2 separate regions of the Mus musculus genome follow, and region 1 is linked to region 2. The links are chromatin contacts, called in public Hi-C maps. All regions are on one chromosome and are shown on one strand. Each heading gives the region's core, a stretch centred on a gene start, on an enhancer-like site or on the middle of the called end of the contact. The rest is flanking DNA. Distances are from core to core; before and after follow the strand shown.

Region 1 (5,099 bases), core at 1,711-4,210, 74 kb after region 2:
ACATCCTAAAGAGATAGATATGTTGCATATGAGCAATCATTTATTTATATTAAAAATTGCATCCCTCCCCAAGAGCCATAGACTGTCAAAACAAAGCACACAAACAAAATACACACACACACACACACACACACACACACACACACACACACACACACACACTTTACACACACACACTTTTACTGCCAGGTGTGGGAAATCGCCCTTAGAGTTGTTTGCAGGGAAGTCCAAGGGACTCCCAAAACAGTATAGAGCACTGCCATTGCTCTCAGTTGCTTCTTAAAACTCTAAGGTAAGATGCTATTGCTAAAGGCAGCACTTATTTGGACAAAGAACTTTGCAGAATTAGGTAGAATTGATCGCAAAACATCCTCCCTTGAGATTAGCTTTTCCTGTATCCAAAGGAGCTCTGCAAATTGCCATGGGAAAAAAAAAAAGCAGTCAACACTCCTATCCAAGAAGTGAAGTGTAAGTATACAAACCGTAACAATGACCAACAAGACACGCTCTCCCCAAGGGTGCAGCGATAGTGTCACTTACGTCCTGACAGCTGTCCAGTTGGATTTAAGACCCCCTGAAAGGGGAGAATTCATGCAGTACTATAAACCTGGCCAGCTACCCATAGCTGGTGAGCCCGTGGGCTTTAGAGCAGAACAACCAAGTCACTTTCATAAAACAGTATGATTCCTAGTTATGTTATAAACAGTTATCTTTATAATCACAGACAGACACGTGTAGCTCCTACCCTCATCAAAGAATCTTCTTTGTGTAGCCGATAAATAACATGGCAGAAATCTACAACGGCTCAAAATGCAGAAAGCAACAGGTTATAGGGTATCTAGCACCAACTACTGTGTCAACAACACAACCTCCGTACCTAAGGGTCAGTTAAAATCACGGAAGAGGGGTCAGAAAGATTGTAAGAGCCAGCGGACCAGAAAGTCTGCTGTGAGATGGGATCTTCTGCAAGCTACGAGAAAGCTATACCCATAAAAATCTCAAAAATATGGTTACTTAAAAGAAGATCAGTGTCACAACAACATCAGTTGGCATGCCAACATGGGAGCGGGAAATATGACAAAGCATCACCCCTTAGATGGAGGACTCTAGATGGCTAATGGCTGCTGAGAGAGAAAGAATCCTCCTTCTCCAAGGAGGAGACCTTTGATAGGTTATCTAATCCAAGGGGCCAGCCTCAAACACTATTAAATGCCACTAGGAGTGGGCCTTTGGGAATTGTAGTCCAGCACCACTTCCAGTTCTAGCCTGTCTTTCTCAAATGTGCACAGCCCGTTTGAAGTCCAGGACCTTTGTGCTACTCACGTCAGGTGCCCGAGGCTAGGAGAGATGTAGTGGGATGAGGGATGAAGGGCTATCAATTGAGTGCTCATTTGTTTTGAAGATTTATTACTTAGAACATAAACCAGGAAATTTAATATCAACCCGACACTTTCTGTGTATGTGTGTTTTAAATAGGTAAATATATACGGTCTTAAAAAAACACTAACTGCTCAAAGTGGACTGCTGATGTTTTTGTAGCTTGAGTGAAATGTTAATTCTGTGATGGTTAGAAAGCTGCTTTAAAACAAAGAGAACAAAACAGCGAAGGGCTTAAGTTATAGAGTTATCTTATATAAACTGCGTATAGCCTTCAAAGCCAATTGTCTTTAATGAATTTTTCTAAAGCCCGAGTCAGCTCTGCTGTATTGGAGTTCAGATTGCATTGAGTGTGGGTACAGAAAACAGTTATTAGTCACTAGGGTGTCAGGGAGGTTGTGAGTGTGTTGCATGCAAAGTGAACAGAGGTTAACTAGGTGGACAGATCATGCTCGGTGTCTGGGAAGATTAAGGATGGGCTTCTGGGGTGTTGACAGCAGGCACAAGGACTATCTTTTGGCTGCTCTGTATAATGTGGAAGTTACTGTGCTTTGTAGCTTCTTGGTCTGGAGCTATTTTGTATGGTCACCTGGTGATAAGATGTCTTGTATTGTGTCCTCACAAAAAGCCTAGCTGTCTATGGTTTGATCAGAAGTAGACGAATTAGAGTGGCTTCTCACTGTGTGTGGGTGTAGTGTGTGTACATATTCGTGTATATGTGTGTGCATATTTGTGTGTGTATATATATATATATATATATATATATATATATATATGTATGTGTATGTGTGTGGTGTGTTTGTGTCTCTGTGTATGTGGAGTTAAATGAATGCTGTGCCATTTTTATTGTTGAAAAATTTCACAAACTACCATCAGCAGTATGATCATGGCATGAACTTCATTCTGGCAGAGGAAAGAGGAGAGGAGAGTTTTAGTTTTGCTGGCCAAGGGATCGAACCTGCTCCTACCAGCTATAAGAGCTATACCAGCTATAAGTATCATATGTAAGAATACACTCAGGTCTGCTGCTTTGCTGGGGTGGGGGGCTGGTAGCAGCTGCCTTTCTCTAGCTACACTCCTCTGTGTCTCCTGCCACCAAGATCCTCAGGAGGGACCCCCCTCCCGCCATTCCTGAGGTCTCTTCTCCGTCTTGGGGGACAGATTCTTGCTGTGGTAGGGCCCACTGTGTTGTGTACACAGGGCAGCAAAGGCATTAGCTGGCCAACAAGTCTGTTGTCTTGCTGGAAACTTTCTCTCCTGGGCCTGGTCCCTGGGGAGAGGAAACATGTCCTAAGGGGTTAATTAAAAGTACTAGCTCAGTCTTCATAAATATTGCCCTGTTTTTCATACTGGGAACCTCTCACTATGCCAAGGCAAAAGTCATTGCACACTGAGGTATCCACAGAAATCTGTAATGATCTCAAAATTAAAAGTGTAGTTAAAGGAGGAGGTTAATGTACCCACAGTGAATGCAGCCTCCCACCTCCCAGTAGCCCTGTGTGTCCCACAGGGTGGCACTGTTATCTCCCCAGCCACTCCACTGTGAATCCGGAAGCTTCCCTAATCGAGCAGCCCTTCCCTTCATCTCTGTTATCAGGCTGGCTACTGTTTTCCTCCAGCAAGGGCCCCACTCCTACCTCTCCTCTGTTCCCTACCAGGGTCACATCCCCGCTGAATGTGGTAGCCCCTGCTCACTTTGCTTATGCAACTTCCTGAGAGTTAGTTTCCATTTATGTATTGGATCCTGGTACTCCTTTGACCAGAATTCTTCAGTGCCTTTTAAACATTTGTGAAAGGCTGTACTCCCGTGAAGTCGCTGCCTGGGTTGCTGGCTTGAGACCGTTCTTGGATGGATGAATGTTTCACTAGTGCCCTCTTGTGGTCATTTTACAATCGCTTGGGAACCTCTAGCTGCTGGAGCCTCTGCTTCCATTGCTGCTTCTGCCTGTGAAACTCATTTGTGCTTCCCTTCTAGAAGTGACAGACTGCCACCCTTCATCTCCCCTCCCGAGTCCCACAGCACACCAGAGCATCTCTCCCACTGCTGCTGGTCCCTCTGCACACCCATGTCTCTCTGGACCTCATCAATGACGTGCCTCGGGTGGTTTCTCTCTTAATTCTCTTAGAAGTTCCCAGGAGAACCTCCAGCCCGTGTAGCTAAGTGCTGACGGCTTCTATTTTAGATATTTATTCTTTGTTTCTTTCTAGGACATATTCGTGATTTCATGGCAGCAGTGGTTTGTATAATATGTAGTGTCTTTGGACAATAAAGCCAGTTTAAAAATAACACAGGGAAACCTTGTATGCACATAAAACTAGATAGTTATTTGATAAGGCATTTACTTTGTTGGCACACATGAGCTCTCTCTGCTGGTGAGTCACATCCGAACAGAAGAAAATATTAAGGAGTTATTATTATGTTATTATTGGCCTGTGTATGTAACATGTATGTGGACACCTGTGGAGGTCATTGGCTCCCTTGCAGCTGGAGTCACAGATGGCTGTGAGCTGCCTGCTGTGTGGGCTTGGAACTGAACTCCGGTCCTCTGGAAAAGCAGTAAGGGCACTTACCTGCTGAACATCTTCCCAGCCACCAGCAAATGTTTTCAAAGGATTAATGTGTCTGGTCACTTATTGCGTTGTAGTGTTTCTGCTGTGTACAGTTGCTTGCTACCCTTTCCTCTCTGCTCTCTAACTCCCTCGCAGCCAGAAGGGCGTGCTTCCTGATAGTTCAGCAGACATAGTAGCCTAGCCAGTGCTTTCACTCCCTTGGCCTCCCGTCATATTGGAATGGTAGCTATGATTTATGCTGTTGTTTATCCAGGCTGCTAGTCAACACACTGGCAAGCACGTTTTCATTCCAGAAGTTAACATTGGCCGAATCGGGATTTTGGATAATTATAACTTTACAAATCATATTGTTGTGGATATTAAAAAGAATGTAGAAGTTTGTAAGTCCCCTCACCCTCGACCCACCTTTAACCCTAAACTTATGGCCACTCTGGCTTCTCCCTCTCATCTCCCCCAACTGCCCTCTCTTCCAGAGATCATAGAATTTACTTTTATTTTACTTTGTGAAATGTAGATAATTTCTTACTGGAAATAAAGTATCTTAAGAAAAAAACAGATCACTTCCTTGAGATGTAATTCATATGCTATATAATTAACCCATGCATAAAATCAGCCCAAAGATGTTTGTGTGTTCATAGTTATAAAGCCATCTGTTGGTGATAAATCGTTTCCTAAGAAGACACAACACTCACCCCAGATAGGGACCCCACCCCAAATCCAACTTGATGAACAAGCGAGCTTTTTTTTTTTTTGGTTACTTACAGGAATATGGGTGAGGGGTTACTTACTGGAGCAGAATTGACTCACAGATTGTTGCATCACCAAGGCCCACCCCAGCCTGGGTGACAGCTCACAAAAGCTGGGAGCCTAGAGCACACTGTATAGCCTGCAGGCAGTGGAGCAGCTTCGAGAGTGTCTTTCGCAAGTAACTCTGCTCTAAGCCACTCCCAGGCAGCTCAGCTGGTTTCAAGAATCTTCTTTGCAGATTGACATCTTTGAATCTTTGCAGTTCTGTTCCCCCTTTCCAGAGACTCAACCTGTGGGTTACAACCCCTTTGGGGTTGAAATGGCCCTTTCACAGGAACCACCTAAGAGCATCAGAAAACACAGATGTACAGTTCATAACAGTAGCAAAATTACAGTTATAAAAT
Region 2 (5,178 bases), core at 72-2,571:
AGGCTGATGTGGAGCAACAAAAGGAAAACAAACAAAACTGAGAAATACGTGTATACGGTATGCCATGTTAATAAGACAAGGTTTGCTTCTAAATGAAACCTAGAGCTAATAAACCTGAAACCACCAGCAGATACTTACAGGATAAGAGCGGAAAGGGCTAGGAGGGAAATGACACACCAAGCCTATCTTTTACTCCAGCGTAGAGCAGTTGGAAGAAGCATCCAACACAAAACCTGTTTGGCCGTGAAGTGTTAAATAGCTTGCGTGGCTAACTAGGAGTTTCAGCTCGCTGATGGTGTAAGTGGCGTGAGAGCGTATTGTTCCACATGTTGACACTTCAGGATAAAGATTCAAGTTCCATGTACGGTTCTATCAAGTTGAAAAATGATGCTGCACGTGTGTGAGATCTGAAGCTTGGTCCTCAACATCCACATAAACATATAGACAAGCTGGGCATGTGGCATGCAGCTGCCCAGCATCTCAGAGCTGATTACGCAGGGTGATTCCAGCTGAACTGATGAACACAGGTTCACTACGGTACTCTGGTGTGGTAGATTGCTGTCTGTTTTTCTGACCCCCTCAAAAGGGGTGCCTGTGCTCAGGGGAGGTCAGGTGCAATCTTAGATAAGTCTAAGATTAGTCAGATAAGTCTAGAGCCTGTGGTTGGGCAGTGGAAAAAGAAGGCAGAGCAGAATGTTTTAGAGACAGGGCACACACACACACACACACACACACACACACACCATCCTCAGATGAACCATTCAAAGTCAGGGTACTCCAGGTGTGTCTGTGAATGAGTGTGTGTGTGAGAACTATAAATACTGCTTCCTACTGGTGACCATGTGTTTTAATCATGAACTTGTGAGTGAGGTCCCCGGAAGCAGAATAGTTATATTTGATTGATTATCAACTCTCCATAAGGGAGTCAGGGTTTGGACAGAGTCTATTGAGAGAAAAGTGTTTTTTGTTGTTGTTGTTGTTGTTTAGCTCATAAGTCCTTTCTGAATTTGTTTAACTCCATGAAGAGCTGTGAGAAACAAAGAAACATGAGTTCAGACGACCTACCTTCCCATCTAGTTTTCTATGTGCTTTGGAGAAGGCCCTTGGCCTCCCTGCTGGTTTTCTTGTTGTAAATGGGAATATTGCTACTGCATCCAGGACTACCTTTGGTTAAAACTCAAGGAAAGACTTGGAGGTGTCGTGCTTTCTTGAGGGAGTATCTCAAGAGAAAAATAGGGAGGTGTTAGGGTTAAGACAGAGCAGGGCGCTGTGGCCTCAGCTGGGGTTTAGCTCTAAACTAAACCCCAGGGAGCTTGTGAGCCTCACCGAAAGGCAGAGCCACCCTGCAGCGAAGGCCTGAGTCTCTGAGTCATGCTTCTTGACTATCCACCCAGGGATGGTGTTGAGGATAACATCCTCGCGTGGCCCCTGGTGGACTGAAAACGATTCTCTGGAGAAAGAGCTGTAAACTCTTAGCAACCAACACGTACGACTGCGAGATGGTGCGCCTGACTGGTAAAGGATCGAACCTATTACAATCACCACCTCACATGGTCATTGTGACAGTTCAATGTGACATTACAAAAACAGCACATAGAATAACATGTAACACCCGTTATGTGCTTAATCCAAACGTCTTTCTAAACACTTTGTCCTTAGAAAATTGCAGAATAGAACACAAATCCTCAAATGTTAGCTATTTTTGTTATCTTATTTCATAGCACATATTAGGTGTTTAACATGAGGGATGAATCATGTTATGCAGGGAAAGTATCTTTGCACCTCTCTAATTAGCTTCTACATTCTTTCCTTATTGCCTTAAACAACACAGTATCTTAGACCTTGTGTTATCCTGTGGTCAGTGAATTCACATTAACCTTTTGATGTTTTGGAGTCCCCCCAGATTTTTATCTAATTTTTATTCATGCTCTAGGTACCTAGTTAGGATGACACTACTAAATTTGGATGAGGTCATGGTGAGAGGAACCAGGAACAGCTGACCCACTTGCTAATTAGTCTCATTCCCCGTGATGACTGGGTAGACTACGAAGAAAGGGGAAAAAAATCCAGGAGCCCCCTTGATAGCATCTGCAACGCAGCACCTAATTCACTGTGGGGATTTGACTTGACAGCTGGCAAGACTTGCATAATCACCTGTGTGGCAGCTGGCTCTGCTTCTAGTGTTGGGTTCTGGCAATCCAGAGCCATCGATCAGGAACAGAGATAGCAAGTGGGTGAAAGGGTAAACTAGAGACCACAAGGGAGACCTGATTCCACATTGCTTTCCCTTGCCTCCCAACCTCTAATTTTGATGAAAGGATCCCTTCAGGGAAAACTGGTGCTTGTCATTAAGCTGAACAACCACTGACTGAGTACTCAAAGAAACCAAAGGAGGATGCAAGTCCCACAGCAGCTGAGGGGTGGGAGTGTTAGTGGTTTGCATCTTATCAACAAGGTGACCTGAGAAATCTCAGCGTGAGCTGAGGTAGGGCCTGGTGTTCTTACCTACAATGTCAAGTATGCAAAGGATAACAAGATGATTCACTTCCTCTAGTCAAAGCTTGCACACGGCAGCACTTGTGGTCATTGCAGACTTGAAGTACAGAGGGAAGAACAATCTGAGGAACACAGCTCTTCTTTGGCGAGATCAGCACAACACAGATCACCATACTTGCTTGTGACATCAAAATGTGTTCAGGTAAAAAGCCAGTAGTCTCCATTGTCAACCTAGCCTGTAAACTCAAGCATTCGGACCTTAAAGGAGAGATGGAGACAGGGAAAATGTCCAGGGGTAAATGGCCAAGTCCATCAGCTCGATCCAAAATGTGGCACCGGGAAGGTGATAAAGGATAGTTAACTCACTCTAAGAGCCAGGACTAGTCGAACTGTTAAACACACCAAGAAAAGAAGAAATGCCCAGCAGAGAGTGAGTGGACACACATGCAAGTGTCTTTAAGGCCACTTAAAAATCAGCACTTTCTAAATAGATAACCAACTGTATGATGCTAACATCTAGAGTTACATGGATGAGGATGTAGCTAAATACCTACATATGACCTGAACTGTTGCTTCTATGACTTTTCCAGATTTTTTCTTTTCCCTGATTCTAGAGTCAACTTTTATCTTTCTGCAAGGATTGATTTCAAGGCTATCTTGGACATTTTTAGTTACTTGTTAAGGGAAGGGAGAAGAGGAGATAAGAGGAGAGGAGAGGGAAGGGGAGGGGAGGGGAGGGAGAGATAAGAGGAGGAGAAGAGCCTTTCCGCTCGGCTGTTCTCCTGTATAGGAGGCAGCCATGGCGCCCAGCCGGAATGGCATGATACTGAAGCCCCACTTCCACAAGGATTGGCAGCAGCGAGTGGACACTTGGTTCAACCAGCCGGCGCGCAAGATCCGCAGGCGCAAGGCCCGGCAGGCGAAAGCGCGTAGCATCGCCCCTCGCCCCGCGTCCGGCCCCATCAGGCCCATCGTGAGGTGCCCTACAGTGAGATACCACACCAAGGTCCGGGCTGGCAGGGGCTTCAGCCTGGAGGAGCTCAGGGTGGCTGGCATCCACAAGAAAGTGGCTCGCACCATCGGCATCTCTGTGGACCCGAGGAGGCGAAACAAGTCCACGGAGTCACTGCAGGCCAACGTGCAGCGCCTGAAGGAGTACCGCTCCAAGCTCATCCTGTTCCCCAGGAAGCCTTCTGCTCCGAAGAAGGGAGACAGTTCTGCTGAAGAACTTAAGCTGGCCACCCAGCTGACAGGACCTGTGATGCCCATCCGGAATGTGTACAAAAAGGAAAAGGCCAGAGTTATCACAGAAGAAGAGAAGAACTTTAAGGCTTTTGCCAGTCTCCGAATGGCCCGTTCCAATGCCCGACTCTTTGGCATCCGAGCAAAAAGGGCGAAGGAAGCTGCAGAGCAAGACGTTGAAAAGAAAAAATAATTCTGTGTTGGAGAGTTGCAATAAATTTTCCATAAAGCAAAAAAAAAAAAAAAAAGAGGAGAAGAGAGGAGAGGAGGAGAGGAGAGGAGGAGGGAAGGGGAGGGGAGGGGAGGGGAGGGGAGGGGAGGGGAGGGGAGGGGAGGAGGAGAGGAGGCACTGTGATTAGGTTAGGCCAGGCAGTGTTAAGGTCTCAACCTCAGGGAGGGTGGAGCCTTGATCTCTCTCCTGGATTCATTACGAGATGTGGATGGACTCAATTTTGTGAAGGCATTTTGCAGGTAATAATAGTTGTTTGTGAACTGTGAAGCCACAGTTGCTGCTATGTGTTCAAGAAGATAACATTCCACCCCTTCCTCTGGCTCTTAATCCTTCCTGCTTTCCCTTCTGTAATGTTCTCTGAGCCTTAAAAACATGGTTTAAATATCCCATTTTGGGCCATGCATTTCAGCAGTCACCTTTTTTTTTTTTTTCTCTCAGCACTTGACCAAGTATGCTCTCCTACCCTGCCTTTTGTATTCAAGTCTTCAACAAGTTGATTCCACACCAAGAAGGGCAATCTGCTTTACCTAGTTCAGTTGTCGTTTCAATAGAAATACCTAGAAAACAGACACACCCAGGAATAACAGTTGACTAAATATTTGGGTGCCCCATTATTTGGCAATAGACAAAGTGGCACAGCATATCTGACATGTACCCAGAGGGGAGAAAGTCAGAACTACTTGGAATGAAGTGTTGACCCTCAGAGAATGAGGACAGGGATTCTGTTGCTCTAGGACCTGTTCAGAAAGAAGGGCAGTGACCAAGGGCATCCTACCGCCTCTCCCATGGGACATCTCTCACATATGGACAATAAGTATCTGTTCCCTAGGTAATTGTTCTTTTACATAATCTCTTGATGCAAGCCTTGTTTATTCCACACCACCTACAGGATGAAATCAACACTTTATGCCAGCAGCTGCTGTTCCAATTGTTCCCATGGTAGGTTCCAACCTGCTGGGTTTTGCTCAAGGCTTAGATGGTGGTGGAGGCTTTCCTAGGGATGATCAAGAGCAAAGCTGAGGAACCTTAGTGGATAAGGGTGACATGGCGGGGGGGGGGGAAAGACAATGCACAAAAGCCAAATCCAGTAAAAGAGCCTGGGCTTACTGACAGCACCAAGCCTGTTCATGAGATGGACCAACACTGGATACCTAGTGTACTGGCTAGTTTTGTGTCAACTTGACACAGCTGGAGTTATCACAGAGAAA

The links. Hi-C and Micro-C count contacts between places; a contact is called where the count stands out from the background.
Region 1: a Hi-C map of female germline stem cells shows a contact between it and region 2, with 6 times the contacts expected there. The contact joins two enhancer-like sites. A contact is called at or near these places in 20 of 39 promoter capture datasets (the 3T3-L1 cell line, 3T3-L1-derived adipocytes, the C10 cell line and 13 more), 9 of 15 datasets of contacts at CTCF or cohesin (CD8 T cells, the G1E-ER4 cell line, the NIH/3T3 cell line and 6 more), 224 of 484 Hi-C or Micro-C datasets (the 63-12 cell line, 8-cell embryo, the AML12 cell line and 113 more), 29 of 115 datasets of contacts at active chromatin or transcription factors (the 230-238 cell line, CD4 single positive thymocytes, CD8 T cells and 20 more) and 3 of 9 other capture datasets (adipose tissue, embryonic tail and pancreatic islet).

Annotation. Positions count from the first base shown.
Region 1 is chr3:59,056,186-59,061,284 of GRCm38.p6, forward strand. The region is part of intron 4 of Med12l (mediator complex subunit 12-like); the gene reads left to right. Among named protein-coding and RNA genes, the nearest start is that of Gpr171, 43 kb to the right of the region's middle. Within about 2 kb of position 2,961, at least 61 of the 459 cell types and tissues checked have an H3K27ac peak or open chromatin away from gene starts, as enhancers often do. A contact at or near this core is called in female germline stem cells and olfactory sensory neurons, where this site is marked.
Region 2 is chr3:58,983,875-58,989,052 of GRCm38.p6, forward strand. It overlaps the pseudogene Rpl13-ps6. Among named protein-coding and RNA genes, the nearest start is that of Gm22491, 11 kb to the left of the region's middle. Within about 2 kb of position 1,322, at least 8 of the 459 cell types and tissues checked have an H3K27ac peak or open chromatin away from gene starts, as enhancers often do. A contact at or near this core is called in female germline stem cells and olfactory sensory neurons, where this site is marked.